2 separate regions of the Zea mays genome follow, and region 2 is linked to region 1. A link is a contact called in public Hi-C data. All regions are on one chromosome and are shown on one strand. Each heading gives the region's core, a stretch centred on a gene start, on an enhancer-like site or on the middle of the called end of the contact. The rest is flanking DNA. Distances are from core to core; before and after follow the strand shown.

Region 1 (2,965 bases), core at 189-2,688:
TAGCAGACGAGCGCCGAGAATTCCCGAGAGCGACCAGTTTGCGGAGTGCTCCAGCCAGGGCACCAGACACTGTCCGGTGCGCCACTTGCTGCAGCAAGTCTGTTTTGCTCTAGTCTTGTATAATTGCCCCAAGGCTATTTTCGTTATATGTGTATGTGAACTTTATGCACCTGAGAAAAATATTAACTAGGCAAACTAGTTAGTCCATAAGGTTTGTGATGGTCGTCAAACACCAAAATCGATTATAGGAAATGTTGAGTCCATTTCCATTTCAGTAAGTGCAATCAAGATTTTGAGGGGTTTGGTAATCAAATGACAAAACAAATAAAGATTCTAATAAGTGTACTTCAAGTATGTACTCAGTTATCTCAAGATCCAAAGAAGTACATGAGATCATGTCGAATAAAAATTGAAGCATATAATACAACAAAATCATGCAGGTCTTTAATCAATATTCATTTAATTCTCGTGGTTCCACGCACGAACAAGACATTACAATTGATAGTCACCTAGGGGGTGAATAGTTGTGAAAGGTAAATGCACCCTTGGGCGATTTCTAGTTGTTTTGGTGATTAAATACTCAACACACCGCTTTGAACTAACTCTCTTGATATGAGCATGAGCACAGGTTTAGAGAAAGTAAATTGAAGACAACAAGTCAAGATGAGTTGATTTGGAGGCCCAAATGTGCAACTCTGAGCAAACCAACATAAACACAAGGTTTAAATGTTTAGATAAGTTACACACCCCTACTCTATATTTATAGCACTTTGTTTTGGTGTAATATCCAAATAGTGAGAGTAATAGAATGTACAAGAAATGAGAAATATAAAAGGTTCATTTGACCATTTGTGTTGTTATTCTCATTTTTGCATATTTCAAATCATGTGATTAACCTTGACTACCAATAAATATAATAAATAAAAGAATGGTGCATCATGTTGGAGTTCAATTGCTTGTTCATTAATGATAAAAATAATCATAATAAAAACACATTAATAATGAAAAGGAGGTTTTGATCTAATTTGAAACTTAGAATTTGGAGAGGGAATAGAAAAGGGAGACTACATGCAAAGTAAATAAAAATATATAAATAAAGATATTATTTTACGCTGGCATATTGAAATTGAAGGATTAATCCAAAGTACAAGTTCACAACAAATATTTGAATCCAAATTTGGGGTTTAAAAATAAAGAGGAAAGAAAACAGAAAATGTAAAAGAGAAAAGAAAGAAAAACAGTGCGCCTGGGCCGATTTCAGTTGGCTCGGCCCACTTGTTCACCGCCCGCGGCCCAGCCGACTCTGGTGCGCGCGGGTCACTGAGCGAAGGGGCCCGTGGGTCAGTTTCCGCGGAGGCGCGCGTTTGCTCTTTAGATTACTGCCATGCGGGTCCGGCTTGTCAGACACTCGCTCGTCGCCCAGTCCGCGTCGTGCACCCGTTACGCCGACCGGTGGGCCCGACCGTGCAGGATCGTCAACTACCTCCCGGATGGAGTGTGGCATGGGCGGACCTGCTCGAGCTCCGTAAAACGGCCGCTGACCGAACCCAACCGGAGTATAAAACCCTATCAGACCTCGCCTCCTTCTCAACCCTCCTGCGCCGCCACAAAGGAACCTCGATGTAGCAAGAGGAAGGGGAGTACAACGAGAGGGAGAGAGAGGTTTCCGCCGCCGCCGGATAGATCCATACCACGGTGGTGGCAGGGCCGTAGTAAAGCGCCTGGGGTGACCGCGAGCGGCTACTGAAGCTATCCGTGGCATCTCCTGGCGATGTAATCCAACAACGCGCCACCAATTTCTCGACGCCTTTCCACCGCCGCCGCGAGTGCCTGTGCCGCCGTGGGTAGGGTTCTGCGCGTCGCCAACTCTGGTAAGAACCTGCCCATAGACTCACGTCAATCCCTGCTACGCGTAGCACCATCGGAATCAAAGTTCGATGCGCGGGTTGCGGGATCGTAGCCCTACGGCGATGGCGCCGCCGTAGATGGAGTAGGCATCGCCGCTGTCGGGTTCGAGTGAGGAAGAGAGTGCGTGGGCCGTCCATCCATCACTTAACGACTATGATTAAAAGATTGGATGGGCACGCCGTAGCCATTGATCGGAAGATGAACGACATAAATTAGATCGGGCATACCCCTTCGCCGGATGAAGCCACGCCGTTGGATCTCAATCGGACGCATCTGGGGCGGTCTGGAGCGTTTTAAATCCGTGCCGTCAATCGCGAATCGAAGAGCTACCATAGCGTACCGGTTTAGGTAGTCTTAAACTAATCTGAGTCGTCCAATGGGGATCGGGCGGCTGAGAATAAACACTACCCTTCGGCCTCTGCGGTCTTATAAAAGAGCCCCTATCCTTTATCTATATCAACCCGCCGTCCAGAAGCAGTAGAAAAGGATTTAAATCGGGTCCCTGGTATTTACGGTTTAGACCCCATGTTCTCTGGAAATTCGGTGTGCACTCCAGGGATATGTGAAAACAGGAAAAAGAATCTAGAAAATGGATTTCTAGAGTAAAAATAATTCCAGAACTCATTTAATTCATAGAAAATTCATTTTAAATCTTTTTTTATCCATTCTAGTGACATCAATTATGTTTAGCCATAAAACATAGATTAAAATTATCTACTTAATTTATTCTATAAAAACACTTAATAACTTCAGAAAATCATAACTCGGTAATCGTAATTCGGAATTTAGTGATTCTTGTTCCTACGATCTCATTACGACGCGTAGAATATTATCATGCATTCTGTTCTGTTGTTTTGTGTGATGTTAATTTCTCCTGTACTATGTTTGTTTGTATTGTTGCGAGTAGACGAGCAAGTGACCGAGAACCCAGATGTTCAGCAGGTGGAGACTGCTGAGCAGGAGCTCGTTGAAGGCAAGTTGTGTCCTTGATCACTTCTATTTACCCATTAATGTTCATATTAATCATTATGATCTGTATAGGTTAATTTTGATGGGA
Region 2 (2,799 bases), core at 292-2,791, 420 kb after region 1:
ATTGCGGTTAAACTTAACACCGCAAAAATCAATAGTTTAGATCGTTGGATAACTCATCTCTTTTACTTTCTCAAAACTAATGAATAATATTATTTAGGCCTTGTTTGGATCCACCTAGTTTCTTAGAAACCGATTTTTTTAAAAAAAACCAGAAAAGTCTCCAAACATATCAGTTTTTTATTCAGTTTCAAAAAATTAGTTTCTTAGAAAACAAGAAGTTGGTCTCTCCAGGTAAAACTAGTTTATAAGAATCTAGGTGGATCCAAATACCTTATCATAATCTTTTTTCCTTCTAAAAGTCGGTTTCTAGAAACCAATTAAAAAAACTTGGATCCAAACATAACCTTAGATCATCTCTCATCCTCCATGACTCCCTCTGTGACCTGACGACCCCAGCCTCCAAGCGACACCGCTGCCCCCTTCTCCTCCCCACACTCACGTTGCTATAGTTGTCGACTCCTTCCCTCCCCAGGATCGTAATGTTAGCACAAATTATATGCTTTCATAATGTTACGAGTATAAATTACAGTTTTCTAAAAAGTTGTGATGACATGTTTTGTTACACAAAATGACAAAATGCTATACACAGAACTTATGCATATAAACATTATAACTTTTGAAAAAAGCGAAAAGTTGCATACACATTTTCTTTTCAAAAAAGGGATTATATAATTGTTCGTTTGTTTTTTCATCCCTGATTAGTGATTAATATAGCTCCGCTTTAGGGCTGATTTCGTGACCAGATAAATGGAGGAATCCCCTTATTATTTAATTGAATAGCAAAAGAATTCTTCTCATGGATCCTTTTACTTCTCTAGTCACCAAACAACCCTTAGAGATGATAATGGCCTCAGAAGAAACTTTCCTTTGTGTTTAATTTGATAGGAAAACCATTGGAAAAAAATCCACTCATACCTCATGTTTTGGTTTCCTGTGTTTCTTCTGCAGTTCAGCCAAACACCTATTCCTACAAGCTTTCTTTGTTTTTTCATTCATCTATTCTGCATATGCATTCCAATCTTATACATGTGTCTTTTCTATTCCTATAGTTTTTTGAAATATACGTTCCAAAAATCCCCTAAAGTTAGAAAAGTAACTGGGCTGCATGGAATCCCTAAAGTTGAGAAAAGTAACTGGGTTACATGTGCGTGTGCGAGCTTGCATCGATGCATACCGGTAACCAATCACAAGCACGTATGCTGCCAACACATTTGGTGAGCCTGAACGGCTCGACAACCAAACACGCCAATAGAAAAACAAGAATGAAGAAGAAAGAAAACAAGAATGAAGAAGAAACGTCCCTCACAAATGTTCATAGAATTCCTGTGATTTTTCCGTTCCGTTGACAAAGAGCTCCGTTGCCATCCCTACCTCGCTCTCCGTTTCGGTATTGTCCAGTTGGAGCAGAAGCAAGCTGACACCGAAGTTCATGATTTGGGGCTTATTTGGTTGTGAGAGTGGTATAGTTGCCTGAGCCAGACATCATTACATGCCATCGATTCTGAGTATGTAGCGGCTAAAATGTTATGTTTGGAAGAGCTCCAACCAAACAAGCCTCTGCTTGACCAGAGTCCCGGCCCGTGCACACCCAACCCATCCAGCTCGGCCGAGACGAGCTCAAGTTCATCCAGACCACGAAGTGACGTCACTCAAGCTTCCCCGGGCCCGGCCCGGCCCGGCCCACCCAGTCATAGCCAACTACACGACACAACCTGCCTTCCTTGGTTCCTCCACCCCGTCCTCCCCTGTCCCGTCGCGTCAGCCACTCGCCGCGGCCAACTACCGCCGCCGCTGTTGCAGCCGCCCATCTGCTTCCATCGCGTCGCGGAGGCCGCTCGCTTCGCCGCCGCACGCTCCGCTCTTCCGGTGCCCTCCTCCGGGACCCTCGGCCACGCCGCGTCGCCTTAAACCCTAGATCTGCGCTCCCCGCCCCCGCGCTGGCCGCGGCCGCGTACTGACGCCGGCACGCTGCCGATCTCCATACGTCGCTCGATCCCAGGTGACGATCGGTTGCTTTCTGTGGACTGGGTACCGTGGTCACGCTGCTTAGTTCAGCTTAAAGCCTTAAACAACTGATCGAACCATCTCCACTGTTTTGAATCACCGCTGTTACCGATTAATGGCTTGATTGGTGCCGAGTTTTATTTGGATGGTGCTCGGCTTCCTACTTGGGCGCACGTGTGAGCCAGTGTTGCAGCGGTTGTAGAATGTTGACCTGATTCTCTAATTGGGATGCCAGTGTTGTAGACACAGACTTAGACTGATGTGCCTTTTGCGTTGAACTGCTCATTGAACTGATACCCCCGATTCCGTAGTTTAACTGGTTTGTTTGGATACACGTGTGATTTTTCTCTGCTGATAAATTTTAGGAAATGTTGTTTTTGGCATTGAGTGTTCTTATTAATATATGGGGGGCATAGTGTCTACCTTCCGTTATTTTGATTTCTCAGTTGCCGCGTTTCACACGAAGGGCAGTCATGCGTGTCACATGAAGGGTGGTCACATGATTTTGCAGCATAACACTACTACATGTTGGACCTTCTGTATCTATACACAAATTTTCCTATTAGATACTTGCTGAAACCATACTAGCTATTTTGTGATCTTAGTGCCCTTATGAAATATTTATCATTACTTTGTAGGTTTAGCTGCTTCGAATTTAGATAAGTTTCTTCCATGCATCGTGTTGGAAGTGCTGGTAACACGGCTGGCTCGACTCGACCGAGAAAGGAGAAGCGCTTCACATATGTGCTCAATGATGCTGATGATAAAAAGGTATGTTATATATTAAAATAAGCG

What was found. Hi-C and Micro-C count contacts between places; a contact is called where the count stands out from the background.
Region 2: a Hi-C map of tassel shows a contact between it and region 1, with 2.6 times the contacts expected there. The contact joins the promoter of LOC103650664 here to the enhancer-like site in region 1. A contact is called at or near these places in 3 of 25 Hi-C or Micro-C datasets (bundle sheath, endosperm and tassel).

What each region holds. Positions count from the first base shown.
Region 1 is chr3:143,583,778-143,586,742 of Zm-B73-REFERENCE-NAM-5.0, forward strand. No RefSeq gene overlaps it. Among protein-coding and RNA genes, the nearest start is that of LOC100382273, 20 kb to the left of the region's middle. Within about 2 kb of position 1,439, at least 19 of the 20 cell types and tissues checked have an H3K27ac peak or open chromatin away from gene starts, as enhancers often do. A contact at or near this core is called in bundle sheath and tassel, where this site is marked.
Region 2 is chr3:144,006,790-144,009,588 of Zm-B73-REFERENCE-NAM-5.0, forward strand. LOC103650664 (WD repeat-containing protein 48) reads left to right here and starts at 1,542. Exons shown (of 19, transcript XR_004857203.1): 1 at 1,542-1,999; 2 at 2,643-2,775.